Linked DNA regions of Triticum aestivum: region 2 is linked to region 1. A link is a contact called in public HiCAR-type data. All regions are on one chromosome and are shown on one strand. The core of a region is the stretch at or near the end of the contact, and the rest is flanking DNA. Distances in the headings are between cores, read along the strand shown. Region 1 has its middle 9.1 kb from the start of LOC123090373. Region 2 has its middle 32 kb from the start of LOC123093920.

Region 1 (4,639 bases), core at 1,553-4,052:
CTTTCACAGTGGGATCAAAGGCTATGTCTTTCATCCATTTGTATCCAAGATACTCAGATGTGAGTTGACGGTGTGTCTTTCTAAGTCATTTGGATGGCGGTTTGCATCTATGAGTGGTATCACAACTTGTTAACACCCATTCTTCGGTTTCTTTAAGCTTTCTTGCACGAACCTTCCATGTGCATTCCTTTTGCTCACACACCACGGTGTAACGCAATTTCATGTCGGAGTGCTCAACATAAATTGGCCTATGGTTTCGAATGGCATAGTCAGCCAACCAAAACTTCAGCATAGGCAAGCTCAGAAACTTCAATCCTTTCTTCAAATAAGCATTCTCGTCCTCATTCTCCACCCTTGGTTCTCCTGGATCCGGGCATGGTGTTGGCTCAATCGCCGTCATTCTCATTCCACCATCAACAACAGCTTTATGGGCAAGGCCGAGATCTTTAAATAAGTGAGTTCTTTTTTGTAAGCCCGTCAGCTCAAAGTGGATTTGGTTCTCCTCCTTTGTGAATCCATCCTCGTCCAACTGTTCAACTGGACCCTCGTCATCCGAGTCATACGCATATTGACGCCTAAAAGGCAAGTCACGATCCATGTCCTTTTGCGCTATGTACACATCCAAGTCACCAACATCATTGCCATGAAACCCTTCCTCTTGCTCTTCGTCGTCATCATAAGCATCTTCATCCTCTTGAATTACTCCGTCACTAGTAATCACCTCAACTTCATTTGCTTGGCTAGTTGGTGGTTGGCTAGAAGCATTGGGGGCATACAACTCAACCTCATTTGCTTGGCTAGTTGGTGGTTGGCTAGAAGCATTGGGGGCATACAACTCAACCTCATTTGCTTTGATAGTTGGTACACGGGGACATGGTGGGGGGATAAACATTGGGGGCATCAACCACAACCCTATGCTCAACAAGTGGCACCATTGTCCTCTCGCTCATGTCATCCATTGGGGAAGAGACATGCCGGTTCAAATCAAAGGTAAACCGAGGAGATTCAGTGGTGGCAAACAATTCAAGTGACTTGTCTTCCGATTGGGATACTTTTTCCTTGTATACATCCCAATGCAAATCCGAGGTGATAGGCATACTTTTCAAGCGAGATTTGGCTCCAACTCCAACATCATACCTTCCTATTAACTTAACATCAACATTGGTGTCCATCCACTTCAAGACTTGTCTCACTTTTGCAACAACATCCTCATAGCTAGGGCTTCTATCAAAAACCAATGGTTCCTCACCCGTGTCGGCATTGTTACTCAAGAATGCCTCCTTGTCAATGTAATGAACATTAACAAGTCTCTCCATCTAAAAATTACATGAATGCATTTAAGACCTCAATGAGAATTGGTGTTTATCCAAATACATCTTATTATATCCAAATCATATCAACACTAAATTATTGGTGATGTCCACAAAAGTATCACTAATCACTAATTAACACACTAAGCAAAGTTAACCCTAATCACTAACTAACCCTAACCCCCAATCTTTCTACTCAACAAACATATATTCCTACTACACACCATGCATAGCACTATATTATCAAAGTTAACCAAGCCATTCACACTAACATAAGGGGGAGAAAACATGAACTAGGGTTCCACCAACATGTATAAAATGCAACCAAAAGGACAAGACTTAACAAAAAATAATTGGATGATTTGGGAGAGATTAACAAGAGCAACAAAGTGATGGAAAGATCCACCTAAGGGATGTACCTTTTGGAGAGGATTTGAGGGGGGAGCTTGAGGGGTGAGAGAGAGTGGGGAGGCAGCAGCTCTTCTTCAAGCTCGGGCTGGATTGGGGAAAGTGTGTGGGGTGGGACCCACACACTCTCCCGGTGGGGTTATCCACTTACCGGGGCCAGACGCCATGGTCCCTGGCGTCTGGCCCCTTTGCCACGTCAGCAGGTCAACGGGCAGGCGGGCAGTGCGGGCCAGGGGCCAGACGCCAGGGACCCCGGCGTCTGCTTCGTAACCCAGACGCCAGGGACCTTGGCGTCACCGAAAAAGGTCAGAAACGAAATTTTTTTCGGAACGAGGTCAAATCGGGATTTAGTTTGCCTTAAGGGTCAGAACAGTAATTTTGTCCACCGAGACTGGAGCCAAGTCCGTAGCTGAGGTGACAGCGCCACGCAGGGGCCTTTTGGGAAATAAAATAAATTTGGTGCAGTACTGGTACCAGTAGCATGTAGTTATTCCCACGCGACAGGCCAGCCTTTCCCCTGTCTCTTTCCTATCATCACCCGTACCATTATATATTTCCACTCCATCTCATTCCTTTTCCCATATTCTCCCGACTGCTGATTTTTCTCTTGGTTATTTCTGGCCATGAGGAGGATATTCCCTGTTCCACAACACGGCCCGTGTATGTTGTAACAGCACAAAGCAACACGGTGGTGGCCGTGACTTGCAAAGTGGCCAACCGAAAGCGTGTGAAAACGACACCTCAAGCTCCAGAGAAAACCTTAGTACTAATTCCCTTTTCTTTAATGCGAAAATGATCGATATCTATCATGAAAATTCACAAGTAGAAAACACATCATATATAATATTATGAAAATTAGGTCGAGGTTTCTGAATCACCGAACGGCCACCGTTAAAACCTTTGTAATCCACGCACGTATGTACGTATGTAGTCCCTCGGTCTCATCCGTATCTAAATGAATTTAAGACAAGCTTTTCGGGGCGGTGGTATTATAAGACCAGATTTCGGGACGTACTACAAGTGTATGCACAGTTGCACTAATAAATATTCGACCATGCATAGCATCGAGTTAGTGGTTGGGTTAAACTGGTGTGCGGTGTGATTAGCAGATAGTGACGGGGCCGACAGGGATCCATCCCATCCGGGCTCTCCCAACCCCTTCGACAGTTGACACGCAACCGAACAAACAACACAAAGATCATCAGCATCGCATACCCACCCACGAGATGATAGTACTTTATTCATTATCAGTCCATTCATACGTCCATAGACACACTGTCGCCGGGTCGGCCAGGCCAAACATACTATATCTCTCTCTGATCCTGGTACCAAGGAATTTTACAACAAAATAAAACCAGTTCAACAGTCAGTAGTCAGTACCTAATTTCCGCAGATAAAAAAAGTCACCACTAGCTCGAATTTCATACTACCATTTCTCTTTCAGATTATACTGTGTATACTGCATGGAAGAAGTATTGACTTAATGCAGCAGTAGTAGTAAATGGAAGTGCAGTACATAGGGGTGGTACGTACGCCCGGCACCAATTGCAGCCAGCACACAGTACTAGTAAAAAGTACTCCTACTCGGAAAACAGCAGCAGAGCAGCATAGAGGAGAAAAGCAGTATGGACTGGGAGCTTGTCCCTCGTGAGCCTGAGGAGGAGATGGCCGTCCGAATAACTCTCTATGAGGGTGCTTGTATCCTGGGGTTCGTTAATCGTGGAAATCACTCCGGGACTCTAAAACAGTGAGTATTGGTCCATGAAATGAGTCAGAATCGGCAAAAACTGTCAGTCTTTATGACCGACATATAAACGCACCCTGAGGTTCGTTAATCGTGGAAATCACTCTGGGATCACAAAACAGTGAGTATTAGTCCACAAAACGAGCCAGAATCGGCAAAAACTGTGAGTCTTTATGACCGACACATAAACGCACCCCGAGGTTTGTTAATCGTGGAAAGCACTCCTAGGAGGAGTGCGCCTGAACCCCGTCACTCCTAGGAGGAGAGCGCCTCCTAGGAGGAGAGTGCGTGAACACGGACGAACTCGTTCCGACGGAAATCCATTGTGTTTGCACAAATGACGCTTGATCCGCCAAAGCTGGTAGCGGTAGGCGCGTGACCGTTATCTCATTGGAGATGGTGTGGTCCATCTGGCGCCCGAACCCGGCGTGGCGGTGCAACCCCTTCGGTGAGGCACAGTCGTCACAAGGTCGGGCTCCGAGCTGGAGGTAAATGACGCCATGGCTTACGGCGAGTACGAAGCGGACGCGAAGCGTGCCCGTCATGCAAGCATCAGGACGCAGGAGGCCGCGACAACCCTCACGGCCGAGGTCGCGGAGGCGAAGTCGCACCTCGCCGAGCCGCATGCCCGACCACGTCCATCATCGATCTCACAACGATCGGCGACATCAAGGTCACGGGCTCCGACGAGGAAGTGTAGGGCATGAGAGAAGGTGTCTGCCTCCTGTACCATGTGGGCTAAATTGTGTCCATGTCCTACTCTACCTCGCCAGGGACCAGAACTTCACTTCTGGTGCTCACGGTCATCGGACAGGGACAAAGAGGGAACAACAAGTACGGTCACCGGCGAAGATTTAGATTAGATTTTATCTTGCATGTAATTTTATGGATTTGATGAGTTGAACGAGGGATCTAGCTGTGGAATCAAATATTTGAGTGTCGATCTGACACTCTTTGTAGATGCGCCCGGACACGTGCGCTGACGTTGGGAGGTCGGATTTTGCTAGGTCCGGTTGTAGATGCTCTTAGGGCATCTACAACCGGATGGGGCAAATTTGGCCCTTCAAACGTCCGCGGACGCGTAAAATCAGTATCGGAGCATGTTCATTTGAGTACCTTTTTGTCCGTGCACGTAGCCATGTCCCTCATTTTTTCCTATACGTCCGGCCACATGCAC
Region 2 (5,282 bases), core at 1,979-4,478, 340 kb before region 1:
TGCTACGGCCATGTATATGTTTGCATGTCCAATTCTTGTTGATATTGTGGTGTAGGCATTTCAGTCTTTGGATGCATTCAAGGCCCGACACAATGACAAGCCATTCACTCTTACGCATTGTTGGACGATCATCAACAATTGCCCTAAGTTCAAGGATCAATACCGTGAGCTTCAAAGGAAGAGAGGCAAGAAGACGGCCAAGTTAGCCGGAGGTGGAGATGGCGAGGCGTTGAAGAGGCCGAGGGGCAAGACCAACTCCAAGGTGGACGACATACGTGATGCCTCATCCATGGCCTTGCATGAGACGTTGCATGGCATGATGTCTCAAAAGGATTTGAGGGACGAGAAGAAGCGGCAAAGCAAGGACGAGCAAATGAAGCAATACCTAGAGCTTCAAAGGATGAAGCTTGAGATGGAGGAGGCGGCCAAAAAGAGGAAGATTGACATGGAGGAGGCGGCCCGGCAGAGGCAACTCGACATCGAGGCCGCCAATGTCACGGCCAGACAGAGGCAGCTTGACATCGAGGCCACCAATGCCGCAACCAAAGCAAAGGAGGTGGCCCTTGCGATCATGAGCGTGGACTTGAACAAGATGAGCGAGAAGACGAGGAGCTGGTTCGAGGCCATGCAGAAGGAGATGTTCGATGCCAATGGCCTGAACTAGGTCGTCCGATCGACTGTGGCCATTTTTTTTGGAGGCTGGCATGAGTGCCTCCCGCTGAGCCGCTGGCCGTGTGCCGGCAAGAAAACTGATTTATTTTGAAGACTGGCTGTGTTGCAGGTGAACAAAACTATTCATTTTGTAGGCCGACTATGTTGCCGGCAAGGACGTGTAGGCCGCTGGCTTTGTTGCCGGGCGTGAACTAGGCCGCTGGTATTTGAAACGTTGTTGTTTGAAAATGGAGGCGGATAGGATGGGGCCAAAGGATGCGGCCGCGCGCTGGGCGCACGGCCACCGCATCTCAGGACAGACCCGAACACGACCCTATCGCCCTACCCAAACGGACAGAATCCGGGCAAAACGAACATCGTTTGGGGTCGCGCGGTGGAGTTGGCCTAATGGAGAGCTAACCTTGCGAAAGTATATTGCTAAGTATAATTGACAGCGCAGAAACATTCTTGCAAATATGTGTTTATTAATTTGATATGGTTAAGTAATTTTGACGGAAAATGATGTTTCTTTCTAGGCCAAATTTCCATCTCAACCACATGGGCATCAGAACCTAGCAGTAGAAGTAATGTGCAATGGAAAGCAGGACCCATCATGTCACATCACATGAGATGGGGACGGGCCATCCATGTATGAAGGGGCGTCTGGAGCTAGTAGCTAACTTGACAATGGTAGGGGCTTTTTGGGCATGACATCAACGTTGACGTACAACGAGTAGCACAATGTAGTTTGTAGTTATTCTCCCATGACAGACAGATTTTCCCTGTCCCTTTCCCTATCAGCACCCATTGTATCCCCTCCCCGCTTTGTTTTGTTGATTACTGTCTTTGCTTATTGGTGATATGAATCATCGGGATGACATTCGTCGTTCCACAGCACGGTTCTTTTTTGCAGTAACTAGTACGCAACACTGTGGTTGTGGTGATTCAGAGCAACTTCAATAGGGCGATCCATTTTATCTGTTTGGGTTATCGGGGCATAAAATTTGGCTCAACGGGGCAACCCAAACGTCCGTCCGTGTCCGCGTGCTGTCCGTCCCCGACATAAACTTGGCCCAAATCTAGGAACAAATGGGTCCGAAGCGGACTAAAGCGGACGCTGTGCTCGCCCGCTGTCGTCCGCTCAGGTCCGCCTCTGGTCCAACCTAGCAGTGACTGCGCACGAGCTAGCATCAGCCTCCACAACCACCGCGAGGAGGAGCGAGGCACTGGCCAGGCCACTGGGAGATCTCCGCCGCCGCGCTCACTGCCCACCGCCACTTCCTGCTACTCCTCTTGGCACTCGCCGAGGAACTGGAGGAGACGCGTCGGCCCAACCCCGACCTCCTCCTCACGCCGGCGAGAAGTGCCGCCGCCGCCCACCGGCGAGCCCCAGGCCCGTGCCCTCGCGCCCTCTGCTCCTCTCATTCCCATGTCTTTCTCTTATCTCCTCTAACCGTCGCTGCCCCGCTTGTGCAGCTCGCCACCATCGGCTACGAGCTCCGCCATTGACAACCCGCCCCGGATCCGGCCGGTCCCCGTCAGGGCTGCCTCGCTGGGAGAGGAGGGGCGGCAGGAGGAGGTGCCGGCTGTCACGAAGGAGGTGGGGCGTTCTGTCCGTTTTTGCGTTCTAGCGTTGGGTGCCCGCCGTGTCCGCCCCATGTCCACTTGGCAGACAGGAGACCCAAACGGATACAAATCAGACAAAATCCAAGTCCTTTTGGGTCCGTGCGTTGGAGTTGCTTTTACGAAGTGGCAGCCTAAAGTGCATGGAAACAATACTTCCTTGCCATGGGTTTTAAATAAAACCTTGGTATTTCACACGTAGTTCAAGTTTACTACTCTCTCCGATCCGAATTACTACTACCTCCGTCTTGATTTACTAGTTCCCTCATACTTTGAGTCATATTTTAACTATGATTTTAACTAATAAAATATAAATTATATGTAGCAAAAGTAATATCAATGGAAATTACATTCAAATATGAATCCAACGATATAATTTTTCGTGGCATGCATTATTATTTTGCTAGTTAAATAAGTGATCAAACTTTGACCATGAGAATTAAACCAGGACGGAGGTATCATGTGACATTGTTTTTGCGTCAATTAATTATGATATGAGGGAGTGCTATATTTTTAGCGGATAGTGGCGATTCCGTTGGTGTCGTTACCAATTATGTGCAAGCAAACAATTGCCGATTTTCTTTCCGAGAATCGACACGCAAACAAACAGAGGGCGTCGTATCACTTACCCACATTGGATATTTTATTATTGTTCATTCATCCATCCGCGGACACACAGTTGACACTCGAACAAACAAAGATTGTAATGCCGATCAAGGTAGTGTTTTAATTCTACTTAATTTCACACAGAACCAGTTCATTAGTCACCACTACCTAATTTCTGCAGAATAGTTTTTTTCTTTTTTGAAACAAAAAAAACTATTCTGCAGAATAGTTCATTACTCGTTCAGATCCCATCTTTTAAATTTCAAAGCTCATGACTGACTGGTCTGTGCTAAGTCTCGTACGGACAACAGCTGACAAACGCGCGGGCCCGGCACGAGTACCCGGACCAGATCATCGGCATCCTCATCAATGCGTCTCGCTGCAGCTAGCAGTGGGCCCTAGAGTCAGCTTGCACCCAGACCAAGGGTCAGTTTTTTTGGCAGTTCTCCCAGAATTGACCGTAATACTAGTCCAAACTGGGTGCGTGTATGCATGCATGTGAGCTGCCGTTTCCCTAGCTAGTGGTAAGTGGTGGATGGTGCCAGCTTAATTTGACTAAGAGCTCTCTTCACTTAATCTATCACCTGGACTGTATAGAGATTCGCACCCCAAACGACTGACGGGGCCAACCAAGAATCTCATTCAAAGTACCGCATGCCTAGCTTGTTTACATAATAATGTCACTGATTGCAAGAATATGCATGCCTAGCTTGTTTACATAAACCAAATACTCCATCTGATCATTATTACTCCCCCCGTCCAAAGTACTGTAAGTGTCTTAAGAGCAAGTACAATAAGGTGATGTATTTTTTTTGCGAGAAAATTTTCGATCTATTCATCTTCAATCATGGCAGTACAACGAATACTAGAAATAATAAAAATTACATCCAGATCTATAAACCACCTAGCGACGACTACCAACACTGAAGCGAGCCGAAGGCGCGCCGCCGTCATCGCCCCTCCATCGCTGGAGTCGGGCACAACTTGATGTAGGCGGGCTGTAAGACATTAAATATTATATTCTTGCTTAATTGAAAGAGAGAGAAGAGGAGAGAGAAGAAAAGCGGGCTACTAGTTAACAGCCGGCTGCAGCACGTGCTCTTAGATACTTTGTGAGAGAGTGGGGTGGGCCATGTATCAAAAAAGTAGTACATATTTATATCTAGCTATTGTAGTTGTTGACTATATAAATGACATGGCAACATCATATAGCCAGCAGTTGGCTATATTATTAACCATGCTCTAAGTTTAGTACAACTTTGTATTAAAGCTAGTATAAACTTGAGACACTTATTTTGCGACGGAAGGAGTACAAAACTTTTTTTTTTTGCATATTTTGATATAGACTAGATAAGAAATGAAAAAAAAAACATAATAAAATACGTTTATATACATCTTTAAAAAATAAAACATTTAAAATAGTGAACGGAGGGAGTAGATAATATGCTGATAGTACCACTAGCCTCAGCAAGCTGGGAAGACACTCGTTCTCTCTCCTTCGGACACGTGATCGGCACACGCACATGCCTTTCGTTCTCTCCGATGATTGAAAGCTCAGTCCACTCATTTTCTTTAGCTATTTCTTTTTTCTATCACGCGCACGGAAGAAAGACAGTACTGTACGTGCCTGATTATGTAGACCGACCCGTCTCACATTATTGCTTTTGTTTCGTTGACCTGGTCAAAGAAAAGAAGATTACACTTCGGTAAAAAAAAAGATAACGAGCTGTTTAGTTTCCAGCCACATATTGCCACACTTTGCCACACCTCACCTTAGACAACCAAGTTAGGTTGGTGTTTGGTTCTAGCCACACCTAAGGCAAGAATTTTTGTTAATGAGCAGTGACCCCACATGTCATAGAACGAAAAGTGTGGCAAGATTCCCTTAGACAAGTCAAAGTGTGGCTAACAAGTTAAGCAACTCAAGTTAGACAAGTGTGGCAAAAATAATGTGGCAACATAAGACAAACATAGTCACAATCCAAACAACCCCTACATGTTTTCCATAATGAAAGAATTATAATTCTCTTGCGAGAATAAAAATCGCTGCCTGGGGGCGAGCCGGCGGCAAACTCGGCTCTAGGGCGGTTGGGCACCCAGCCGTCGCCCCCAGACGCCGATTTCGTCCCATTATTTGGCCCAATTTCGTTCGAAAACGACCCGATATCTGTGTGAATCGGCCCATATTCAGCGCGGTTCAGCATGAATTTTCCCATAAATAATTCAACAAATAGAAATCAATTAGTTCTTCATATAGTTCGCGCGTGGTTCGGCGTGTTTCGGCATCAACATAAATCAAATAGTTCAACAAATAGTTCAATATAAATTATATAGTTCAACAAATAAAAACTCATATTTCATCACACGTCATTCCCGGCGTCGCCCTTAAGCCTCCATAGGTG

Evidence for each region. HiCAR-type assays count read pairs that join an accessible place to other places.
Region 2: a HiCAR-type map of leaf shows a contact between it and region 1, with 5 times the contacts expected there. The contact joins two enhancer-like sites. A contact is called at or near these places in 1 of 5 Hi-C or Micro-C datasets (leaf) and 1 of 1 datasets of contacts at active chromatin or transcription factors (leaf).

The regions. Positions count from the first base shown.
Region 1 is chr4B:655,215,769-655,220,407 of IWGSC CS RefSeq v2.1, reverse strand. No RefSeq gene overlaps it. Among protein-coding and RNA genes, the nearest start is that of LOC123090373, 9.1 kb to the left of the region's middle. Within about 2 kb of position 2,802, at least 3 of the 8 cell types and tissues checked have an H3K27ac peak or open chromatin away from gene starts, as enhancers often do. A contact at or near this core is called in leaf, where this site is marked.
Region 2 is chr4B:655,555,582-655,560,863 of IWGSC CS RefSeq v2.1, reverse strand. No RefSeq gene overlaps it. Among protein-coding and RNA genes, the nearest start is that of LOC123093920, 32 kb to the left of the region's middle. Within about 2 kb of position 3,228, at least 6 of the 8 cell types and tissues checked have an H3K27ac peak or open chromatin away from gene starts, as enhancers often do. A contact at or near this core is called in leaf, where this site is marked.